Linked DNA regions of Mus musculus: region 2 is linked to region 1. The links are chromatin contacts, called in public promoter capture Hi-C maps. All regions are on one chromosome and are shown on one strand. The core of a region is the stretch at or near the end of the contact, and the rest is flanking DNA. Distances in the headings are between cores, read along the strand shown. Region 1 holds the start of AA386476 (expressed sequence AA386476). Region 2 holds the start of Msmo1 (methylsterol monoxygenase 1).

What was found. Promoter capture Hi-C pulls out the DNA fragments that hold promoters and counts their contacts.
Region 2: a promoter capture Hi-C map of pre-B cells shows a contact between it and region 1. The contact joins the promoter of Msmo1 here to the promoter of AA386476 in region 1. A contact is called at or near these places in 2 of 39 promoter capture datasets (the HPC-7 cell line and pre-B cells) and 1 of 484 Hi-C or Micro-C datasets (CD4 T cells).

Annotation. Positions count from the first base shown.
Region 1 is chr8:47,673,555-47,677,924 of GRCm38.p6, forward strand. It overlaps AA386476 (expressed sequence AA386476), which reads left to right and starts at 1,837. Exons shown (of 1, transcript NR_166692.1): 1 at 1,837-4,370. It overlaps Ing2 (inhibitor of growth family, member 2), which reads right to left and starts at 1,605. Exons shown (of 2, transcript NM_023503.3): 1 at 952-1,605. The coding sequence starts at 1,126.
Region 2 is chr8:64,731,641-64,736,010 of GRCm38.p6, forward strand. It overlaps Msmo1 (methylsterol monoxygenase 1), which reads right to left and starts at 1,938. Exons shown (of 6, transcript NM_025436.3): 1 at 1,868-1,938.

The DNA of each region.
Region 1 (4,370 bases), core at 587-3,086:
CCACGGCGGTGTCCGCGTCTTGATTCACTAACCGGGGTGGGGGGGGGGGCTAGGGAGAGATTTGAAATATCTCTCCCAACACCCAACACTGACTCCGCCCAGGCCCACCGACCGTCCCGCCCAGCAATGGGTTCAGTCCACCCCAGGACCCTTCCGAGCAGCCCGCCGTGGCCGACTCCCGCGGGAGCGCGCGCCCCGCCCATACGACGTCACACCTGCAGGCCCCGCCCCTAGGCCGGACCCTCCCCGCCACACACTCACACACACACGCACACACACACACGGACGCACACACATACACAACACACACACCCCTTCTCCGTCTCGCCCTGCGGGGGAACCCCTCCCCCTTTAACCATTTGGCAGTAGCCGAAGAAGGGCTGAGTGAGACACCGGGCGGCCCGGAACTTTCCCCGGGGCGAGAGGGAAGCACAGACCGTCCCAGTCCCGCGCCACGCCGGGAGCTGGAGGGGGGTGGGGGTGGGGGGAGAGGCATCTCCCGAGTCCACCTCCGCCGTCCTCTCGCCCCCTCCCCCCCATACGTTCCAATGCATCTGCTCGCAGACGGAGGGAGCCCCAGCAGGCAAGGGGCTAAGCAGGCCCAGCACCCCGGTCCAGCCCCGCAACCCTGCTCGTTGCACACTCTCCAGCCCCGGGCAGGACAGTGTGCGGCACCCAACCGGCAGGCACCGGAACAAATGCTCGCTTAAAAATGGCTGATTCCCGTCCGCGGCAGCTGCAGCCAGCCGCCGGAGCTGCAACGGGGGCTGACGGACGGGCGGTCCTCGGAAGTCCTCGTCAGCCGCAGCCGGGACAGGGAGGGCCGCGAGTGTGCTGTGCCGTCCCCCCACCCAGACACACACACACACACACACAACCGCTTCCCGGCCCCACACACCAGATCGCTCGGTGCACTCGGCGCACACTGTCACCCGAAAGAAGGGAAAGTACCTTGGTATTTGTTGTCCAGCTCCCGCAGCACCGACACGTTCCTCTGCATGTCGTGGGGCAGCGACTCCACACACTCCAGGTAGTCCTGCACGTAGCAGGAGAGCAGCCGGCTCCGCTCTCCGGTCAGGAGCGCGGCCGACGAGTACAGCTGCTGCTGCTGCTGCTGCCCTAACATCCTGCCGCCGCCACCACCACCACCGCCGCCGCCGCCGCTGCTGCTGCTCCTCGCCGCCGCCGCCGCCGCCGCCTCCGCATCCAGCAGCCACACATGCAACAGCCACGACCGCCGCTCCTCCGCTCGGCAGCCCGGCGCCGCGGGGACACGGCCGCCGCTCGAGAGGGCACCGCCGAGTCCCCCGATCTCCACTCCCCCAAGAAGAAGCCCTTACTCCCCGCCCCCGCGGTAACAAGCCCAGGGGCGGGGCGAGACCGGGGCTCCCTCCGGCCCCCTCCCTCTCTAGGAGAGCGAGCAGCGGGGTTCCCCGCGGCCGATGGCGCCGGGGCTCCCAGGCAGCGACGCTGGCTGTCCCCCCCGGGGACTCCCCAGACACTACCGGGGCTGCCCGGTCGCCCGGATCCCCGTGACAAGCCCCTCGCTACCCTCTCGCCTCTCTATCAGCCTCCGTGCCTGTCGGAGTCTCACAGGACTAGTCCCCGCCCCTTGGCCAGCGACCGCATCTGCGCCTGCGCAGCACTCACTCCTAATAAGGCTGGGGCCCCGCCCCTATCGTCCTACCGAAGAGTTCGCATTCTCCCGCCTTCCCTGCGCCACCCGGGCGATTGGTCTGTCAGCTCTCGCCTGGGGGCGGGGGGAGGGTGCGGAGGCCGGCCAAACGGCAGGCCGCGCCCCGCCCCCTCTTAAAGGGACCGCATGGCTGAGCCTGCCCCCTTCGACCGAAGTCCTGACGGTTGCCCCCGAGAGGCCGGGCGACCGCTCTCTTCGTTTCTGTTCCCCTACAGGGATAGGAAGCGCCGGCTCGGCTCGCTCGGCCCCGAGTTACCGACCTTGCCTCCATCTGGCGGATCCAGCGCCTCCCTCGCGAGCCTCCAAGACAGCAGCGAGCGGCCCCTGGGCGCCGCTGGCCGAGTGAGGCCTGAGGGGGAACTAAGGCGACCCAGGGTGCAGCGGGCGCGGCTCCGGGCATGCGCGGCGACTTCCCGCCGAGCGCCCCGCGGCCACGGTCCCGGAGCACCGGGGCGGACCGCGGAGGTAGGCGGTGCGCCCTCTGCCCTTTTAAATGCGGACTCCCCGCCTTGCGTGCGGCCCCTCCACCCCCCAGCGCCGGGGTGGCTCTCAGGGTCTGCTCCCCCTCCTCGCGCTTAAGAGTTTGGTTTAGGGAGGTGGCAAGGCTGCACGCCGCCCCGGTCCCCAGTCCCAAACCATCTTAAGGAAACTGTTGTCAGATGTCGAATCGCCTAGGCATCACCCGCCAGCGAGGACACACAGTCCTCACTGTCTTTTCACTCGGCTTCACCACTAGCCAGCAGGGGATCAGTGCAGATGGGATTAGAAATCGGATCAACCACCGAGTGCGGTGCTTTCCGTGTGAGGGATTATCCGCCTTACTCCCCCAGTACCATCAGTGAAATGCCGGTAGGAGGAGCTCACTGTAATTACGGATAGACTTCCGGAATGTATATAAATATGTGAGCTGTTTTGGTTTTGGTTCTCCCCCCCCCCCCCAACCGAAATAGGTATAAGAAAGAGTAGTCGCTTAATTCAGATGAGATGCCCAATGGGAGCGGCGTCTTTGAATGAGAAGAGAGAAAACGCCAGAGTGCTAAGTTTGGGTGCTCTTGCCCGGTTTGCAGCGCTATACCTGTTGCCCGGCCTGTTCAGCACACTTTCATACAGTGGGGTATATTAAGCAGCTGTTGGGATGCCAAGGGAAACCTAGGTCCTGGTCTAGATGAAAATTTGGATTTCGACAAAACACAACGCGGAATTCGGCGTCCTGAGGACAAGGGCTATATTGGAAGGCCTGGGAACTAATGTGTTAATGTACTTTAACGCTGAGATTTTGATCAGTGGAGTATTAAGCCAACCGAGGCAAGCACAGTATTTATTGAATTTCTGAGAACGTGGGACGAATTTTCTTTCCATTATTTAATATTAAAGAGCCAGGTCTTGTTGAAAATAACCATTGTTAAGGTTATTGACTTGATTTTGTTGTTATTTTGTTTTTGGTTTGGTTTGGTTTGGTTTGGTTTTGATTTCGAGACAGGGTTTCTCTGTGTAGCCCTGGCTGTCCTGGAGCTCACTCTCTAGACCAGACTGGCCTCAAACTCAGAAATCCTTCTGCCTCTGCCCCCCAAGTGCTGAGTTAAAGGCGTGTGCCACCACTGCCCAGCTTGTTCCCTTTTTTTAAAACCTGAATTAATTTTTGTATTTACTCACAAACTTGGTTCAGCCAATTCTAGCTAAAAGGTGGAATTACTGCAAGCTGCCCTGTTTCTTACTGATTGGAGTTAGACACTGTATGGGCCCATGGATTTTATACAGCCTGCTTTACTGAGCTGCAGGCTGACTGGTTGTGACTTACCAAGAGCAAAAAAAAAAAAAAAACAAGTTGAGAAGCAAGGAAGGATTTTGGAAAGCATTCTTGGTACCTCAAATAATTCTGACAGACTGAAGGACGAGAAAGAACTCCAGATCCCTGTTTTCCACTGGCACTGATAGAAACTTTGTGAACTTAAAACATGATAATGTGTATGGATTAGTGCAGGTGTGCTTTTCTTGCTGCATTTATTCATACAGGTTAATCTAATTCTGGCATCCTTCTGGAAGCAGCCTGTGTGGGGAAAATGTTTACTCGAGGATGGGAAGTAGGCATTGCATTCTTTAGTCCTTGCAATTCCAGCTCTTGACCCAAGCTATTTATCAGTGTCCTTCTCTTAAAGTAGCTACTCATATGGCCTCTTCAGAGTGGGTCTCCTAACTCCTGAACGCAAAATTTAAAAATCTCCCACTCTACACTCTAGAAATTGATGCTATTCTGGGGTGGGATGGGCAGGGTTGTTCTTTAGTATTTTGTCCTGCTCTTAAACTGACCTGGAAAAAGATAAGTAGCTGATGCCCCCCCCCCAATAGTGTGCAATTGGCTTCAAATTACTGGACTAAGTCTATTATGTGCCTTTTATTAGGTGCCTAATGGGAAATGTCCTCAAGCCTATTTCTTTTATACTAAAATGTTTATGTCCATAGTTAATATGGTATGAGATGAGAGAAACAGTCTCAACTGATTAAAAGCAAACTAGCAGGAACTGAGGGAAAACAGTTTCTGCCTGAATTAAGCTGATTACATTAGAAAATCTTTTCTTCTGTTTAATATTTCATTTTTTTCCCTTTTTTCTTTTCTTTGATTGGTGGCTGTGTACCATGTACATGCCTGGTGCTCAAGGATCTTGTATCTTTTGCA
Region 2 (4,370 bases), core at 688-3,187, about 17 Mb after region 1:
ACCATTTGTAATGGGATCTGATGCCCTTTTCTGATGTATCTGAAGACAGCTACAATGTAATCATATAACTTATAAATAAAACTAAAAAAAAAAAAATTGCCACCAGGCAGTGGTGCTGCAATGCCTTTAAACCTAGCACTTGGGAGTCAGGGGCAGAGTGAGTTCCAGGACAGCCAAGGCTATACAGAGAAACCCTGTCTCAAAAAAAAAAAAGACAATAATATTAATAATAATACTATAATAATAATTTGTCAGGAAACCTCAATAAATATCATGTTAAGCACTGAACATAAGACCTGGCACACAGCATCTAAAATAAGCTAACAATTATTGAGCACCTTCTGCATACCCAGTATATGCTGTCATTTTAAGCTAAACCCTTGCCTCGCTGTGAAATAGAGGAACTTCTATGATCCTTGGTTTTCAAATGATGAGCTGAGGCTTAGGATAAATGAATAACAGTACAAAGTTGCACGGATGGGGAGTGGAGGAGTACAGCTTACCCAGGCCCCCTGAAAAGGCTGCTCACACTGGCGGTATGTTCTCACTCCCCATCGTTTTCTATTTCTATCCGTATGCTCAACTTACTCTTAAAAAAAATTTCACAAAGTGCCCCAGGTCTGTCTGTCTCTCTCTCTCTCTCCTCTCTCTCCTCTCTCTCTCTCTCTCTCTCTCTCTCTCTCTCTCTCTCTCTCTCTCTCTCTCTCTCTCTCTCTGCCTGTCTCTCTGTGTCTCAAGATCTGTGTCTTAAGTTGGGCTTAAAACTATGAAACTAAGGACGACCTTGAACTCCTGATACCCTGCTGAGATTACCAGTGTTCGCCCACACACTCAGCAACCATCAAGATTTGACATTTCTCCATTTGACATTTTTCCTAGTCTCATGGAATGCTGGTTGATACCCATCATCTGTAACTCTTATCCTGATTTAGATTCTGATTACCCAAAAGGCTGCTGGCCTGGATCAAACTTGAATGCATCCTACAGTGCCTCAGGTGCCCATCGCAAACACGCTTTAATGCCTAACTTGAGAAACTTCATCACCTCCAAAAGAGCTGTTCTAGTCTCTAACTCGGCATCCTCGACTAAGTCTCCCAACTTCCACACAATGCTGAGACAGCGTTCAGTTACCTCAAGTTCACGCTCCGTAATGAGGAGAGGAAAACAGGGCATGTAGTTTTAAACAAAGTGTCAGATAAAGTGATCAGACAGGAGAGGGGAAAGCAGGCTTTGCTGAAATGAATATCCTGCCTTTTCAGTTTTGAGCAGCCTGCTTGCCTGGAAATTCGATCTGAATCAGGTAGACTAGATCCTCGGATTTCAAAAAATAAAAAGGATGAAAAAAAAAATGTATTCGTAGGATAACTTAACTCCTGGCTGACGATCCCAGCCCCTCTTTCGGCACTGCAGCTTAGAGAAGCCTTAGGCACAGGGTCAGGATCCATTTAAACATAAGTTTAAACCTTCATGGTTCAAGCGCGGGTAATTCTCCTAATGTGAAGCCCAGACCTCTCGTCCATGCACCCCTCTCTCACATGGAGCCACATCCTACAATACCTCTGGGACAGCTTCCTAGATCCACAAACACAGAACACACCCTACTCCCCCACTTGGTGATGGTGTTTTTGTAAAAAGTTTTTAAGACTCAAGTCAATGAACCAGACTCCAGGTGATTGCAAACTCTTTAAAGGGCAGGAAGTGTTGTCATTCCAGTTGCATCACTTGAGAACCTAGGCTCCTTGCCTGGAGTCTCGCACAGCCCACCCAGGTTCTTCCCACCGCATCCTTACCGGCCTCAGCCGGACACCACCCTGCTGGTCCCCGTCTCAGTCGCCCTCCACCCGGATCAGGCTAGAGAGCGCCTTACCTGGCGTCCCCGCGACAGACAGCGGTCTAAGCGCAAGTCCTGGCAGGTGCAGCGGCCTCCTCACTACCTCTGCCGGCTCAGGGGCAGGGCCCGGAGGCCGGGCCCCGGCTCGCCTGTCGTAATTGGTCCGCCCCACTCCCGCCCTGCCTTCGCCGTGCAGTGATTGGTCCGTGCTAAGGCCCGGCAGCGTGTGACTCAAGTCAACGAAGCCCTAGCGGCGCCAGTCATTGGCTGCGCGGATGGAGTGAGAATAGTGAGACCCGCGCGGCCAGCCAGTCGTCCGCGCGGCAGCGCAGCTGGAGGCGGGGCGCCGCGCGAGCGCGTGACGGCGTGACGGGGCGGGGCAGCCGCGCGGACCCGGCGTCGCCTTGGCAACCAAGCGGTGGGTTCCTAGGCGCCCAGTGCTGTGGGTGCGCTGGGTTGTAGCATCTTGCTACTCACATTGGCTTGGCTTCATCCAGAACCCGGGGAAAAAAGTGGTATATATGTTTTAAAGACTGATTTGAGTTTTTGGTCTTGCTTTCCTGTAGTTTATTCTGGATTTCGATCTTTCTTTTTTTTTTGAAAATGACACTTATTTCTTATTATTTATACTAGTATGAATACTACATTTATTTTCACTTTAAACTGGTCCACATATCATATAGTTTAGTTATAATAGTTTGAATTCCATTATAAATAATTAATTTTTACATACTAAATTTATTCTTCAAATTTATTAATGTATCCTTTTTCTTACACTCACAGAGCCAGAGACACAGAAAGCTAGAGAGACAGAGAGATAGACAGATAGGTATGATGGGGCTTGAGGGAGTTATAGTTGGGGAATGAGGGGAAAATATGGTCAAGATAAACTGTATAGATGGATGACATTTTCAAATAATATAAAATAATAAAAACAAAATCAGTGATGTAAGTTGGATTTTTTTTAGGCTACCCTGGAGTTTTTAAAAAAATCACTTTCTAATATTTATTGTAATCAGATTAATAAAACTAGGAATTAAATTTTCATGTTAATAATATTTTTGAGACATAAATATGAAAATGATATTAAGGTAACCTGACAATTTATATGTAATGGACAATTTTGTGTATTAGATTTCGATCTTCCTTAAGACAGGTCTCGAGTTATAGTCTGGCCTTTGAGCTGGATACGTAACCTAAGGACGGCCTTGACCTCTAGTCCTCAGGCCTTGGATCATCCATCTTGCCCCCCACGTACTTTAATAAGTGAAGCTTTTTTCAAAGTTCTATTCTTTTTATCTCATTTAGTGTCTGTCTGTGAGTGTGTGTTCACAAGGGGAGTTTGTGCTTCCTTCTGCTTTGTGCTGCTGAGGGTTAACCTCATACGCTCAGGCTTGTGCTGACTGAGCCTGGCAACTATCTTTTAATAAATCTCTGCACATGGACCATAGGGTACTAGTGCAATATAGATCCTGCAATAGCTGAGGGATGCCAGCATTTCCCGTGTTGCAGATTGAGAACAAAGCTCAGAGAGGCTAGGGGGAGGGGCACATGTATGCTGAGGCCCTGGCAAGGCAGCTCAGGGGTAGAGTTTATGCTTAACATTCTAGGGGGCTGAGTTCCACAGGTAGAAATTGGTTCTAAGTCAAGGGAGTTATCTGCTCCCTAGGTGTCAAGACCTGGACCTAAACCAGCAGATGAGCTAAGAACCAAGCCTGTGTAACGCTAGTGTGAGTGCCCAAAGACAGGAGCGCTTAGACTACAGCTCTAGGCTCCTTTTACACCACTTGTGAAAGCCTATCTAGAGATAATGTGGTGACAGGAAGCCAATCTTTTCCTTAAAGAAGGTGTCCCAGAAAAACCACAACGACAAAATACCATATCCACTGTGGTGGTGTAACCCAGGCACTTGGCAGATCGGACCAGGAGGATCAGAATTCAAGGTCAGCTTTGTCTACGTAACGTGTTCAAGGCCAATCAGGCTGCATGAGGAGGCCCTATCTCAAAACAAGAATAACCTTCCCCCACCGTACCCCCAACCCCCACCCCGAAGCAGGAGGATTGTTCTGAGTATGAGGCCAAGCTGGGGTATTTAACATGATTTTTTTTTTTTTTGAGACTGGGACTCATTATGTAACTCTAGCCAGCCTTGAACAGAGATCCACCTACCTCTGCCAATCATTTAATAAAAAATTGCACAAGGGCATCATTGAGGCCAGCCCTGCTCCCATCTACATGAAAAGTATACATTTTCATTGAAGTGCACACTGTGTGCAAGCTATCCTAGAATTTCTATAGAAAGATGTCATTCTCCCCCCCCCCCCCCTTTCTGCATGGAACTAACTGTCTTCCCTTCCCTGCAATTCTGGCTTGATCTTCTGAACAAGTTCCATTGATGGGTGTTTCTGGGGAATCCAGTGTACCTTGTACTCATGGCTAAGTGTTCCATGCCTTTAGCTCACATATTCTTTATAAAGTGTGGAGGCAGGCAGGTCACCTCAAAGGAAAAGAACGTGTCTCTTGTGAGGTTAAGGTTGCA